Linked DNA regions of Mus musculus: regions 1, 2, 3 and 4 are each linked to region 5. Evidence: chromatin contacts called from public Hi-C and promoter capture Hi-C data. All regions are on one chromosome and are shown on one strand. The core of a region is the stretch at or near the end of the contact, and the rest is flanking DNA. Distances in the headings are between cores, read along the strand shown. Region 1 holds the start of Gstz1 (glutathione transferase zeta 1 (maleylacetoacetate isomerase)). Region 2 holds the start of Sptlc2 (serine palmitoyltransferase, long chain base subunit 2). Region 3 holds the start of Nrp (neural regeneration protein). Region 4 holds the start of Ahsa1 (AHA1, activator of heat shock protein ATPase 1). Region 5 holds the start of Gtf2a1 (general transcription factor II A, 1).

Region 1 (2,700 bases), core at 116-2,615, 4.4 Mb before region 5:
TGTATAGTAGGATTTGACAGGGGGTGGAAGAACCTAACTCTAAAGGTGCTGATATTCATTCCCCTTCCTGTGATTACGCCTTTGTGTTTAACCCAGTAGTTACAGCTCCCAACAGTCATAAAATGCACCTAATTTATTAATTAGCTTCACAGTAATTTATTAGTTTCCTATAGGAGCAGCCCTGTCAGTGTGTTTGCTTGCTCTTGAGTAAGATCCACTTGTGACACCTTCTATGCTAAGTTTCTGTTTGGTGATATAGAGAAGATAAAACATCCCTTCCAGCTAAAGATCAAGTAACTCTGTGAGCTTGGGAAATGGAATTGAACCAAGCCTCAAGCCACCATCTGTATCATACAAAGTAAGGCCTAGAAAATAATTCTCACAGGATAACACCAGACCTGTTGCTCAGAATCTGTGCCGCCATCTCCCGATACCCAAACTATCCTTACTCTATAGGAATCTTTTTCTTTGAAAATCACGCTTTGGGAAAATTATGTTCTACGAATTTACTAATTTCTCAGCCAAGTTCAAAGAACCTCTGAGTATCACCATTTTAAAGCCAGGTGACTAGAAGACATGAGGACAACTCCTGCAAACTCCGAGTGTGGGACCCCCACCAGGGCAAACCTATTCTCCGAGGTTTGACACACCGGAAAGCTTTCCCCAGCCACCCCCTACTCCCCTCGAAATACAACTGAGTTTCTCTACCGCCAAGGACCTGTCGTGCCTCCGATGAATCCCGCCCACTTCGCGCCCTCAAGCCAATCAGAGGGTGGCGTCACTCCCTCTCAGTTGCCATGGTGCCCGCCAAGTCCTTTCCGCCACTTACCAGATGTGAGCAGGCTGGTCCAGCCGGTGAAAGCGGGTGGCAAAGGACAGCAGCGTCACCACAGCCAACGTGGCCCACCACCCTGCCGCCTGGAAGCGCCGCGAGCTCCAAGCAGGCCGTTTAAGTTTCCGTGCTGCAGCCTGGGGGACCACGTCTCGGCTCACGGCTCTGGCAGCCTGCGGCACACAGCGGCCCCTACGGGGACGCAGCTCGGAGCCCGCTAGGCCACCGCCTATGGCCGGCGGCATCCTCCCCTTCCGAAGGATCACCCTCCGGGCCGGAGGCACGCCGGGTCTTGTCCGCTGCCCCGTCAAGGGGTCATAAGAAGGCGTCTCGAGGTGCCATGGGATTTGTAGTTCCCTCCGTTTGCCGCGGAGCGCCGGGCCCCGGGCTCTGGGCGGGGCGGAAAGTGTGGTGGCCGCCCGGGCAGCTAAGAGGCGGCCTGAGGCGTAGAGCATTGCGGGAGGCGGAGGGAAACCAAGGACTGACAAACTCGAGTCGGCTCATGAACTACAACTCCCAGCAGCTCAGGGGGCGGGGGCGGGGCCAGCCCGAAGGAGGGAGGCCATCTAGTCCAACCTTCGCTCTCTGGACCCCGCTAGGCCTCAGTCATCTTCTAGTCCCGAGAGCTGACTTTCTTGGCCGGCCGACCGGGCGAGATGCAAGCCGGGAAGGTCTGTGCCCCACGTCCGGGGATGAGGGTCTCTCCTGAGAAACGCGGAGAAGAGCTGTGGGGGGGGGCGGGGCTGAGAGCTCGCTTCTTCGCGTGGCGCCACAACGACTCCCGGCGTGCACCTCGGCGCCCGCTCACTCTACACCTGCGCGCTGGCCGCTGAACCTTATGGTGGTGGTAGATTGGGCCGGGAAGGCTAAACTTGGAAGCTTTTGAGGGGCGTCCAATCGCGCTTTTCCCTGCTTCGGGTAGACAGACCTCTTCTAGGGCTTTCAAACATGGTTCCCTACTTTGCAGTTTCGCGGCGCCCTTCGTATGTCTCTCAGGGGACCTGGTGGTCCAGGCATGCACCAAAGGCAAGGGGGAAAGATGTGACTCTTTAACGACGTTAATAATCACTTGTAGTATCTGCTCAGGTTTCTAGTTTTGTCGGTTTGGCTCTAAGAAACGATCTTGCTGTGCAGCCCAACCTGACTTTGAACTTTGACTCTCCCGCCCCCGCCTTCCAAGTGCTGGGATTCCAGGCTGTGGCATATGGAGCGTCCAGGGTTTAAGTCGAACTTCTTTAGTCCACCCTAGAGCCATTTGTATTTAAGCCATTGCTGGAATGGAGCTGCGAGTGTGTTTTATAAGAGACTTAAAATTGAGTCTCTTAGGAGGGCCGATATGTAGGAAGGCGGCACATTAGATGCAAAGGACATTGCATCCGGTTAATATAGATTTTCCACATACAGATGTGATTTTTCAGGATTTTAATCATGTAAGAAATGGTATAAAAACAGCTAGGGATGTACGCAACTCTGACGTAGCTCCTAGCATGGGCCGAGTCTCCCACAACAGAAAAACTGCAAATTTAAAGTCGCCAGAATGCATGTTTGAGTTGGAAACATGATCCTTCCCGGTGCTAATTAAACGGACATTCTACTTGATATTAAAAAGTAGCTGTTCAAGTGCAAAAATCGCCAGGTGGTTTGCTGTTAGTGCTTAGCTGTGATTTCTCTCCCTGTTTATCTAAAAGCACATAGGAGACAAGCCTCCAGATGCTCTGCAGAGAGGGTTAGGATTGTCTTTATCAGGTTAACTGATGTGGGAGAGTGACACCATTCCCTGGGTTGGGTCTGGCTGGGCCCATAATAAGGGGGAAGTCAGCCAAGCACCAACACACAGCATTGTTCTGTTTCATGCTGTGGATGCATAG
Region 2 (2,700 bases), core at 25-2,524, 4.2 Mb before region 5:
AGTTAATTAATACAAGGACTCATGACAACTTACCACTGGATTAAGCAACGCCCTCCACGATAGCTCTATTGCGCCGTGAAGGGGCCACCTAAAATCCTATCTGGATGGTGGGATGGGGGTCTCACCAATCGCACAACGGGACAATTTTCAAGACAAGACCCCCGAGGAGGTTCCCTGCCAAGGTTTTCCCCATAAAGGAAGTCCAGAACGTGATAGGAAGAGGCTGTCCGGTTGTGCTTCCACAACTGCACTGCCTAACTTTCTCAGAGCGTCAGCTTCCTTTTGGGGCTGCAAGACTCTACAGGAAGCATGTACTCGAGGGGACCCGGGCAGGAACCCGAGAAAGTATCGCCGGACTTCGAGGGAAAGATTTCCTCTGCTTCCCACTAGGAGCGGCCTGCACTTTTTTTTTTTTTTTTTTGCGTGATCCACATGGTTAAGAACCAGAGACTTGCAGAGGAAGCCCAGCCTCCAGGGCCCTTCAGAACAGCAAATGCTGAGGAGCCGGGCAGACCTCAGGAGTCCCGCGTGGCTGAGGAGCCCCGGGAGGCTGGAGAGCCAGGCAGAACTAGGGGACACCGCACACCTAAGAAACCAGGTAAACCTTGGGACCCCCGCAGGGCAGAGAACCACAGCTCATCGCTGCGGAGCCGGGTAGTACTGGGAAGGCTCGAATAACTGGAGAAGCGGGCAGAACCGAGGAGCCCCTCACGGTGAGGGAGCCCCACATAGTTGTAGAGTCCCGCGCTGCCCTTGAGTCTCCCTCCCGCTCAGGGGGGAGGCCCAGCCAGCGCCGGCTCCCCGTCGCTCAGCACACCTGAGCCGCGCCCAGCCGCCAGCCGGCCACTGACCGGCCCGCGCGGCTGCCCGTCCTCCCCGGCCCGGCCCGGCCCAGCCCGGGCATCGGCTCGCGGGGGTCCCGGCCCACCGCCCCGATCTCGCCCAGCCTCTCGATCCCATCGTACCTGGCCGGCAGCCGCGACGGTGGCGGTGCTGCTCCTCAAGTACCCGTTCCTCACTTCCCCGTTCTTGACGCAGCCGTTCGCCCGCATCGGGCGGCGGCAGCAGCAGCCTCCGGGCTCCGGCCGCATCCTCCCGGCAGCACCCGGCAGCAGGACAGGCTCTGGAGGTGGCGGCGGAGCCAACTCCCGCTCCGCACCGCACCCACCTCTCCGAAACCGGAAATGGCTGCAGCGCCGCTGCCAATTCCCGGTCCGGCCGTCACGCGAGGGCGGGGCCACCCGAGAAGACGGGGCTCGCCGAAGCCCGGCAGCCGGAGGGAACATGGGGCGGGGTCTATCGGCTATTGACCAATCCAAAGGCGAGAGGGGCGGATCTCATGCTGATTCTGGCGAATTAAGAGCAAGGGAAAAGCGGCTTGCAGACATCAAGGGGACTTCTTCAGAGGAACTCGAGAACTGAGCAATTGATTGGAGCCCTAGCCAGGTCGTAGGTGGAGCTTTGCCGCCTACTGGTCCAGGTTGAGAAGGAGGCGGAGCCCGGAAAGGAACAGCCAATTAGAGTGTGGAGAAAGAAACAGGGGCTGAGCCTATTTCCAGAGCCTGTTCCCGGTTCTCTAGCACTGGTGGTGGTTGCCCTCTGTGCCCTTCCTCCCGAGAGGTTCTCAGGTTGAATCCGAGCCCAAGACAGGCAGCTCCTTTATTTCATTAGCAAATTCCTCTGTGGGTGTTAATAGAATAGCCTTTTTGACAGTCTCTCACTGTTCTTCATTGTGAACTACGCGAACGCCTCGCGCGCACATCACTTGTTTCTATCCGGGTTTTCCTAGGGCAATTTCCTTTGAAGACTTTCCTTGAAAGTCAGGAGACTTGATCTGTTTCCAGATCTTGTGATAACTGAAACTGAAACTTGAGGAATTAACTCCTTTAGGAGCCAAGTTCTTTTAAAATTCTTCCTGCTTCATGGACTCATTTGCCAGAATTACATTAGTAAAGCGCTGGACACCTATCACAATACCTAATCCAAATCAGTAGCAAAAGAAATTGATCTACATTTCAGCATTACAAAGACCTTTAGTTACCCATAAAAAAAAAAATCAATGTCATAATTAAGAGTATGACTCAGTCTAGGTTTGAATCCTGGCTGCCTCACCTACTAGCTGAGTGACCTCTATGTTCCTCTGCTCAGGGGGATAATAACAGTTGCCATAAGAGAATCTAATGAGTTAATGCCTGTAATGTATTTTGCTTAGGACCTGGCAATTAGTAAGTATTCATTAAGTGCTGGTTATTATTAATTGCCGAATGCATCTGTGTGAATCCCTGTGTCACACAACCCCTTCTCCCCTGGAGCTTTAGAACTGCGTTGGCAAGGTTATTTGTTTTGCTTGATTTAGAAGAGGTACTCTTAACAGCAAGTGGAGCAAGGACAAAACTTTCAAGTCACAAACCCTTTGATCTCAAAAGTGAACACGAGAATCAAAAAGAACTCTATGGGGCCTGGAGAGATGGCTCAGCAGTGAAGTACTGGACACTGCTTGTCCAGAGTACCTGGATTTGGTTCTAGCACCCACATGGTGGCTCACAGCTATCTATAACTCCAGTGCCAGAGGAATCAAAGCCTTATTCTGATTTCCCAGGGCACCAGACACAAACTTGGTGCACATACATACATGCAGACAAGACACTCACAGACATAAATTAAAATCTCCTTTTTAAAAGTTTTTTTTTTAAAAAAAAA
Region 3 (2,700 bases), core at 197-2,696, 4.1 Mb before region 5:
TTTCTCTCTTAAGTGACTACAAAGACATCCTGGTTCAGTTAGCTGCCAGCCTGGGCTCTCAAACGAGACTCTGTCTCCACAAGATTAAGTTTTTTTTTTTTTTTTTTTTTTTAAATATGACTATGGCCAGGCAGTGGTGGTGCACACCTTTATCCCAGCCCTCAGGAGGCAGAGGCAAGGAGGATCTCTGTGAGTCTGAGGCCATCTTGGTCTACAGAGTGAGCTTCAGAAAAGGCAAGGATACACAGAAACCCTGTCTTGAAAAACCATACATAAACATACCCTCTGGCCCCTTTCTTCTCATCACGAAGAAATAGGGAGGGTACATAAATTGTTTAGATTTAGCTTAGAAGTTTATTTACATGTCTACGAGTGCTCTCCTGTGGAGCTCAAGAGAGGGTGTCTGATCCTCCGGAAGAGTTACAAGAAGGCTGTGAGCTGCCACGTGGCTGCAAGGAACCAAATCTACTTGGTGTTCTTGGGAACACCAGTAGGTAAATGCTCTTAATTACTGAGCTATCTCTCCAGGCTCCTAGATTCTCAGGAAAAAAACCTGCTAATTTTACCTTTACTTTCAAAGCCTCAGAGAAGACAGGGTCGATCGAGTCTCAGGCCCAACGGATTAACGGTTTGAGACTTATTAAATGGCTGCTTTTATCTGAAGTTATGAGGCCACCCTAACGTCCACGAAGATGTTCTTCTGAGCTTTACACAAAATATCGTATTAGTATTAAACAGATAGTTAAGGAGGTACAAGCAATTTCCAGATTTTTTTCTTTCTTTCTTTCTTTTCTTTTCTTTCTTTTTTTTTTTTTAGCAAGGTCGCGTGGGTTGGGGGAAATGGCGGCAGGGCACAAGCCGTGGCCCGCGTGGGTTGGGGGAAATGGCGGCAAGGCACAAGCCGTGGCCAGAGCGTTGGGACAGCGAGGCAGCTGGTCGCTCATCGCTCGACATTACAGCTCACTGGACAGGCCCAGCAGGGGCTTCCCTCCAAAGCCGGCCCGGAGGCGGCCCAGTCTCGGGTGGCCCAGTCGGCCGCTAGGCTGGCACACACTACTCCTCCTTTCCTACCTGGGGCACGCCGGGCTTCGGGCTCCGAGCCAAGTGCGCCTCTGAGAAGTCGATGACGGCTCCCAGGTCCGCTGTCCCCGGCCGGCTCTGCCGGTAGAAGCGGAAAAGCTTCCGGAAAGCATCCTCTCTGGGCTCTGCAGCCAGCGTGGCTAATGAAGCCACAGCAGCCGCCATCTTCCCCATCTCGAGGCTGCCAACAGTTTGGCCCGGAAGCAGAACTCGAAATTCCGGCTCTGGCAGGTTCTTCCGGGGTCACGACTCCAGGGTTTCGATTCATTCCGTTTTAACATGGCAGCCTCCGCCATAAAGGGGCTAAGCGCACTGCGTTCCAGTACTGGTCGGCCTATTGCGTTTGTCAGAAAAATTCCTTGGACCGCGGCAGCGAGTGAGTGATGGAGATGAGGAAGGGCGCAGTCTTTATGTTTTATTTTAAGTAACGCGTAAAACCTATGTACAAACTCGCAAAACATAACTTCTCTGTAAAGAACCTTAGTCTACATGGTCAGGCGGTTTGCTTTTTTTTAATTTTTAATTTCATTTATTTATTTATTTATTTATTAATTATTTTTTAAGGAGCGCTTTCCTAAATTTGCCCGTCACCCTTACGCCTTGCTCAGGGACGCATGCTGATACTCTTTTGAAAAGAACACAAGTGGTTTGCTCTTGAGTAAATTCTTGCGCATAAAATTTTGCTTCGGGTTAACTCTTTAGGCACGATCCTCTCCACTCGCCCGATCGACAGTAGTCAGTCATTCGGAATGATTTGGTGGAAAGATTAATTATTTGCTTACTTGGACACTCACGAGTCAGAAGGAGCTATTTTGACCTCAGGGGAGCTTGACTTTCAAGTGGCAAGAACGAAGGGGTGGAGATGAGAGAAGAGATTCATTTGGTTCAAAGATGAAATTTGGACCAAGGAATTGATAAAGGGGACGAGTCGGAATCACTTAGTTTTTAAAGTAAAACCGACAGCATATTTGCTGGTTTGCGGAGAAAGGTGTACACTCCAGATTCCTAGCATAGATGACCAGCGGTTTTAGAATTGAGGAAGAAGAAACCTAGAGAAGATTAAAAGTTGCAGGATGTGAATTTGAGCTGCTTGTGGGGTCACTCGACAGCATTTGGACAGAGGTAGCTCGTGATTGAAACTTTAATAGTTGTATAATCCGAATAATGAAGTCAATATGGCAAAGGGTCTCATAGGACTTTTTAATTGTCTAAAAAGTGTAATCTGTAATACCTCCCCCATAGAATTGGGGAGAGGAATAAATAAGTTTATAGATGAACTTGGTAGATTTATGCTAGAATGTAAGTATCTAACAAGTGATAGTGGTTCTATTTACATGGTTGTTAAAATTGATGCACAGAAAAGGCTAGTCTGGGGATAGAGAGTTGGTTAGTTCTCCAATGACTTAGCACTTTTGCTTTTGTCAGTGCAATTTAAAGTATTTATGTATGTTGTCAGTGTGGGTGAGTACAGATAAATGAAGGTGCCCCATGTAGTACAGAAGGGGGCATTGCATCCACAGGAGCTGGCATTACAGGCAGTTTGAGCCCTCCTGATGTGCATCCTTAGAACTGAACTTGGGTCCTCTGTAAGAGCAGTATGTACTCCTTTTTGTTGTTGTT
Region 4 (2,700 bases), core at 159-2,658, 4.3 Mb before region 5:
CATCACAACTTTACTAAATCACTTCTACTCCAAACTACAATCCAGGGTTTTTGGATCCTAGACTCTTTCTTTTCTTTTTTCACTTTTGGGAAAACTAGACAGATCTTTACAATGGTAACTAGAAATAGGTAGAGAATATGTCTAACAAACTTAGTACTTCACCAAGAATTCTTAAGACTCTTTTTACAGTAGTGGATACATTGTATTTCGAGTGACAAAAGAGACCGTGATTTACGTGGTAAGTAAAATGGTAACAATTTATAACTCTAAGAATGCTCAAAGGAAAGCGGGCTTCAACGTGATTTAAAATGCTTCCGAGATTTGATCTTATCGTCACCTGTACACTGACAGTCTGACATGGATAGGGGGACAGATGCGAGAGGACGGGAACACGACATAGGGAAAACAGGACCCGTTTAAAACACAAAACAAAACAAAACCAAAAACCAAAACCCTACAACCAAGAGGTTCCTTGCCTCAGGGTACTGTAGAAACCAGCTACTGGAAGTTAAGCTAGGTTTTTAAGGCGATGTTTGAGAACAAAGACCTGAGAGATTGGATTACAGGAGCAAGGTCCAGGAAACCACGCATCTACCACAAACACCAGAGCCTAGAGGGTGCCTGAGAAGACATATTCAGAACCAAATGTTGAGTAAGCTGCTTTGAGGCTTGCTGGAAAGCCCCATCTCGGAGCTCCCAAGAGTGGTCCCGACAGAAGAAGGTCGGAGTGAGAGTGTAAGGATGCCTCAGAAAAGACAGGGAAAGAAAAGGGTGCGGAGAGGGTGGGTTCACCTAGACACGAGGCCTAGACAGGGGCTTGGGACACCCTCACCTCTTCCACACCGAGCGCTCCTTCTCAGGACAGCGCCAGGCTCAGCCGCTGGACCAGCCTTTCTAAACAGGCTGTGAGGCATAGAGAAGAGCAGAAGGGGACAGCGGAGAAGAGTCTGAAGAAGGTGAAAGGAATACCCGCAAAGCATCCTGGAAGTTGTAGTTCCATAACCTCTATCATTCTTTCGTCCTCCCTGCGGGCCGCGAGGCTTCTGGACTAGCATTCCCAGAAATACTAGCGCATAGTGCTAGGTCATTTCCTTTACTTTCAGCATGACCTTCCGCAGTTATCGGAAGGGTTGGTTTAAAGACTACAACTCCCATCAGGCTCAGCAAGGTCGGTTTAGGGCCCAAGGAGACAATGAGAGGAATATTTTGTGTCCTAGCCGGTGGGGATTAGGATCTTGAGGGCCTAGACTTAAGAGCTTTTAAGATAAACTGAGAGAGCTGGAAGGAACGCCAGAAGTTACGGAACCTACGGCTCGGCGAGCTGGAACGGAAGTACCCGGTAAGAGCGAGGAGGAGCCGGAAGTTAAGGCTGGGAGGGGGTTGGGGTGGAGGGAAAAGCAAGCCAGGAGGTGCTGTGCTGCTTCTAGTAGTTTCCAGGCGCTGCCAGGCGGCTGGGACCGAGCGGTCCTCAGGCTGTGGCTGCGGCTGCTTGGGAGCTGGTAGCGGTGCGATAAGTGAGCTGATGGCCAAGTGGGGTGAGGGAGACCCACGCTGGATCGTGGAGGAGCGGGCGGACGCCACCAACGTCAACAACTGGCACTGGTATGGGCCAGCAAGACAGGCCGCAGGAGCACTGTTAACAGGCTAGGGGTTGGAGGTGTCTGGGACCTTGGCGAGTACGGGACCCAAGTAACCCTGGCCTGGGGTTGGGCGTGAGTCCTTTCTGTAGCAGGGGTCCCCTCCATCCCTCGCCACCATCACAGTCTTAGGGGCGATGGGTTCGACATGGACTGCTGAGTCCCCAAGGAGGAATTTCAGAGCGAGAACAGAGTGCCCTAGTTGCTGCATCCAGCCTGAGCCGGGTGATACTTCCTACACGTGGCCGCAGGCGTCCTTGAGATCCAGACCCCTGCCGATTGTGTTGGGAGTCTGCTGGGGAATTCGAGAGCTCCAGGCGCGGTAGTTGTTGGTTTGCGGGTTACAGTGAAAGCAAAAGTCATAGGGGACTACTGCCTCAGTCCAGCGTGAGAAGCTTTGGAACGTGATCTGCAGGGCACTTGGAGCTTCGGGATGCTGAACGCAATGCAGTCTCCTACCCGGAACTGTTAAGTTCTGTTGTAACAACTCCAGGTTGCCCGGCAGTCATGATTTTACAGCCTAACCGGTCTTGGAAGCTGCCTCATCTCTCAGAAATCTTCTGGAAACAAAGTTATTTGGAGTGCCACTGAACTTTACAGACATTATATTTTTTTTCCTCAGTTATAGCTTTTTGATTTTTAAATAGCTGTACTAGAAGGGCAAAGAATTGATTTTTACCGTCTTTTTTTTCCCCCTTCAACCTGTCTCTTTTTAACATTCTACTTGATGTAATTTTTCTTGTGGACTTTGTGACACTGTCTAGAGGATGTAGGATGTGTAGGGCAAAGTTTGAACACTGAACGGGACACAACACTGTTAATGAGGCTAGCATTATTGTTGGTTTGTTTTGTTTTTTTAAACTGAAGTTCTTAGCAAAAATGCTTGCTTGTCTTTGCTCTCCTGACTTAAGCAGTATGGTCACATCTTTCTTCTTGGCCAAATGGGGGCGCCATTTTAACGGTCAAGGCTCATTGTGCTAAGACTGGAAAGTATTAACTTGGTTTGCACAGCACCTCTCTTTGTTGACAACTCGCCACCCCTTTGGATTCCTAAAAGTAGCAT
Region 5 (2,700 bases), core at 109-2,608:
GCCTAGAAATAAAATGAGCTCCGCACGCCGGCTCCTCTCGCCTCGGGAGCACGCACCTCCCAGCCCCGCGCTCAGCAGCTCTCACTATTTAAAGCCGGATCTGGTGTTTAAATGGAGAGGCGGTGACGTAGGCCTGAAAAGCACCTTCCCATCCTGGCAGAGTCTATATTAGAGAGCGGCAATGGCTCTATATAAACAGGGCAGCCAAAGGGAGGAGGACCACAAGGCGCAGGCACTGAAAAGCAGGGTAAGCGGCCGCAGCCATGATGGATCGACCCGAGTCGCCAACGGTATAGTGTCGGGCAGCCGCAGGCTGCTCTGCGGCGTTTGGGACCGGGCAAAATGAAAAAAAAAAATTTTTTTTAAAAATAAACAAACAAAAAAACAAATATTGTGCTTTATTGTCATAAAAAGAAATCAAGAGATGGGGTGGCCTAGTGATCACATTGCGTTGGTGACTCTTTTAAAAGGTTATTTTTATGTGACTGCTTTTTGCAAACCTACGTGATCGCAAGTAACCAAAAAAAAATTTTTTTTTGCTCCTTTTTAAAAAAGGGAGCAACGGGAAGAAGTAGGCAAATCTCGAGGCGAAAGCGGGGACTCTTGGGCCATTCATGTAGGCTTTGTTTGTTCTGGTGCTTAGGCTAGTCGAAGATACCGCGGGGGTTTTGCTTCCCCTTCGCCATTTTACCCACTGGGGAGGAACCGAGATAAGTGCTTTCCAACCTTCATAATTTTTTTGTCTTTTTTTTTTTCTTTCTTTCTTTCCTTTCGGAGGATTAGTAAAATCGGCCCCAAAGGAGGCTCTCCCAAAGCACCACCTCCGGAGAGCCCCCGAAGGCACGCCCGGCCTCGGCGGTATCCGAGAGGCTTCCCCAGACGCGGGGCTCGACCCGCAGCCGCTCGCTCGGGGACTGGCCGGGTCCGGGTCCCCGCGTGGGGCCATCGCCCGCCCGTCCGCGCCCCGGGGTCGGCAAGCCAGGGCCCCAACGGCCTGCGTGGCCCGCCCCGCGGCGCTCCCGGCCCCCGCCGCCCTCCTCCCGCCAGTCCTCGGCGTCCCCCCCGCCCGGCCAGGCCCGCGGCGGGCAGCGGCGGCGGTGGAGGGCGGAGGGGACCCGGTCGGGAGCGCCGCCTCGCCCGGGCCCGCCCCCGCCCGCCCGCCCGTCCGTCCGTCCGTCCCAGCCAGCCGTTGCCTGCCGCCGGAACCTTCGCAGCCCCCGCCGGCCACCGCACCACGTCCTTACCACGGTGTTTGTGTTTGCCGAGTTCGCCATTTCCACACACAACACAAACAAGAGGGAACGAGATAGAAAGAAAGGAAAAAAAAATTTAAAAAAAAAAAAAAAAAGAAAAAAAAAAAAAAACAACTGAGACCCGGAGGGTGACCCAAGTCACCCGCCAAGAGTGGGGCAAAAAAAAAAAAATCTCTCAACAAAACCGATCCAGAAGGAGTAAGAGGCGGGAGAGCAGGAGGAGGGGGGCACTCCTCCCGCAGCTAAAAACCTCGAGAATCGCCTAAAGAAAAAAGAAAAAATGGGGGAAAAAATTAGCCACGACCCCTTAGGGGGTTAGGGGGCGTCACCCGCTCCCCACTCGGCGCCGAGGAGGGAAACCAACACCGGTCACCGCTCCCCGCGCCACCGCTGCCGCCACCGGCTGCAGCTCCAGCCGTCCGGTCCGCCTGCTTCTCCCCTTTATATAGCGAGCCAACGAGCTGCGCGAGCCGCCGCCGCCGCCGCCGCCGAGAGACAGGGCGGAGGGAGGGAGGGGCGGAAAGGGCGGGGGCAGCGGGGGGCGGGGCCGAGCGCGAGACACCGCGAGAACCGCGTGCGCACGCGCGCCCGGGGCGTCGCCAGGTTTCTTTTCCCCCCCCTCCCCCCCGCCCCGGCTGGGTGGCCGGGTGGGCGGGGCCGCGGGCCTGGAGTAAAGAAGGCGCGCGCCGCGGCCTTTTCCCCACCCCCCTATGGCTCGCGCGATCACGTGGTCCGCACCCTGGCGGAAGCGGTCCGTGGCGGTGGTGGTGGCGACCGGTTGGACCGGGAGGCGTCCTCCGGAGGAGGCTGGGGTATTGAGGGAAGCCAGCGATCAAGGGTACCTAGCGCTGCGTCGGGTGGACGCGCAGCCGCTCCGGTGGAGCGGAGGAGTGGGAGTAGCCGCCGAAGCGATAGGCTTCCCCGGAGGATGGCTGCGGAGGGACGGCGGGTCACGTGGCGCGGCTTCCGGCTCCCGCGCGCTGGGGCTTGGGACAGTTTTTAAATGCGGAGTCATCTTTTGATTCGTGAGCTTAGGTCGGATGAGGAGGAAGTTCGCGCCTCTTGCAAAGGACAGACCTCGTGAAGTTGTGTATAAGTCCAAAGGCTAGGAAAGCTTTGTTCTCCCTCTGTCTACTTTACAGAATTAGGGACGCCTGTAGGTGTTTCCAGCCGTTTGTCTGTACAAAATTAAACTATTAGGTGGTTTGGCTAAAATGCCCCAAAGAGTCAGCCTCTACCAACTCAAAAGTACTTTAGATGACTTCTTAGGGTGGTAGAAATGACGAAAAAAGAAAAGGAACTCGGATACAACTACTACATATTTGACTCCCTGACATACATTACTGCTCTGTTTTTAATGTTACCAGAGTGCTGTGATTTGCACACTGGCCAGCACACAGTGACTAACCACATCTGAAACCCATGCCGTTGACTCATCAACTTGCCT

What was found. Promoter capture Hi-C pulls out the DNA fragments that hold promoters and counts their contacts. A called contact is a pair of places that touch in the nucleus more often than the background predicts.
Region 1: a promoter capture Hi-C map of pre-B cells shows a contact between it and region 5. The contact joins the promoter of Gstz1 here to the promoter of Gtf2a1 in region 5. A contact is called at or near these places in 2 of 39 promoter capture datasets (cranial neural crest and pre-B cells) and 2 of 484 Hi-C or Micro-C datasets (B cells and CD4 T cells).
Region 2: a contact with region 5 is called in a Hi-C map of CD8 T cells, with 9 times the contacts expected there. The contact joins the promoter of Sptlc2 here to the promoter of Gtf2a1 in region 5. A contact is called at or near these places in 1 of 39 promoter capture datasets (pre-B cells) and 1 of 484 Hi-C or Micro-C datasets (CD8 T cells).
Region 3: a promoter capture Hi-C map of pre-B cells shows a contact between it and region 5. The contact joins the promoter of Nrp here to the promoter of Gtf2a1 in region 5. A contact is called at or near these places in 6 of 39 promoter capture datasets (the HPC-7 cell line, cranial neural crest, frontonasal cranial neural crest and 3 more), 4 of 484 Hi-C or Micro-C datasets (CD4 T cells, the G1E-ER4 cell line, embryonic stem cells and 1 more) and 1 of 9 other capture datasets (adipose tissue).
Region 4: a contact with region 5 is called in a promoter capture Hi-C map of pre-B cells. The contact joins the promoter of Ahsa1 here to the promoter of Gtf2a1 in region 5. A contact is called at or near these places in 3 of 39 promoter capture datasets (cranial neural crest, maxillary cranial neural crest and pre-B cells), 2 of 484 Hi-C or Micro-C datasets (B cells and CD8 T cells) and 1 of 9 other capture datasets (adipose tissue).

The regions. Positions count from the first base shown.
Region 1 is chr12:87,146,342-87,149,041 of GRCm38.p6, forward strand. Gstz1 (glutathione transferase zeta 1 (maleylacetoacetate isomerase)) reads left to right here and starts at 1,366. Exons shown (of 9, transcript NM_010363.4): 1 at 1,366-1,503. The coding sequence starts at 1,489. Pomt2 (protein-O-mannosyltransferase 2) reads right to left here and starts at 1,561. Exons shown (of 21, transcript NM_153415.4): 1 at 830-1,561. The coding sequence starts at 1,287.
Region 2 is chr12:87,387,081-87,389,780 of GRCm38.p6, forward strand. It overlaps Sptlc2 (serine palmitoyltransferase, long chain base subunit 2), which reads right to left and starts at 1,275. Exons shown (of 12, transcript NM_011479.4): 1 at 966-1,275. The coding sequence starts at 1,091. It overlaps Gm33444 (a long non-coding RNA gene), which reads left to right. Exons shown (of 3, transcript XR_381803.4): 1 at 1-598.
Region 3 is chr12:87,442,571-87,445,270 of GRCm38.p6, forward strand. Nrp (neural regeneration protein) reads right to left here and starts at 1,447. Exons shown (of 1, transcript NM_001013372.2): 1 at 278-1,447. The coding sequence starts at 1,348. The coding sequence ends at 941. Alkbh1 (alkB homolog 1, histone H2A dioxygenase) reads right to left here and starts at 1,269. Exons shown (of 6, transcript NM_001102565.1): 1 at 1,072-1,269. The coding sequence starts at 1,254. It overlaps Slirp (SRA stem-loop interacting RNA binding protein), which reads left to right and starts at 1,326. Exons shown (of 4, transcript NM_026958.3): 1 at 1,326-1,456. The coding sequence starts at 1,360.
Region 4 is chr12:87,265,320-87,268,019 of GRCm38.p6, forward strand. It overlaps Ahsa1 (AHA1, activator of heat shock protein ATPase 1), which reads left to right and starts at 1,409. Exons shown (of 9, transcript NM_146036.2): 1 at 1,409-1,602. The coding sequence starts at 1,523. It overlaps Vipas39 (VPS33B interacting protein, apical-basolateral polarity regulator, spe-39 homolog), which reads right to left and starts at 967. Exons shown (of 20, transcript NM_001142580.1): 1 at 833-967.
Region 5 is chr12:91,588,291-91,590,990 of GRCm38.p6, forward strand. Gtf2a1 (general transcription factor II A, 1) reads right to left here and starts at 1,359. Exons shown (of 9, transcript NM_031391.2): 1 at 1,245-1,359. The coding sequence starts at 1,274.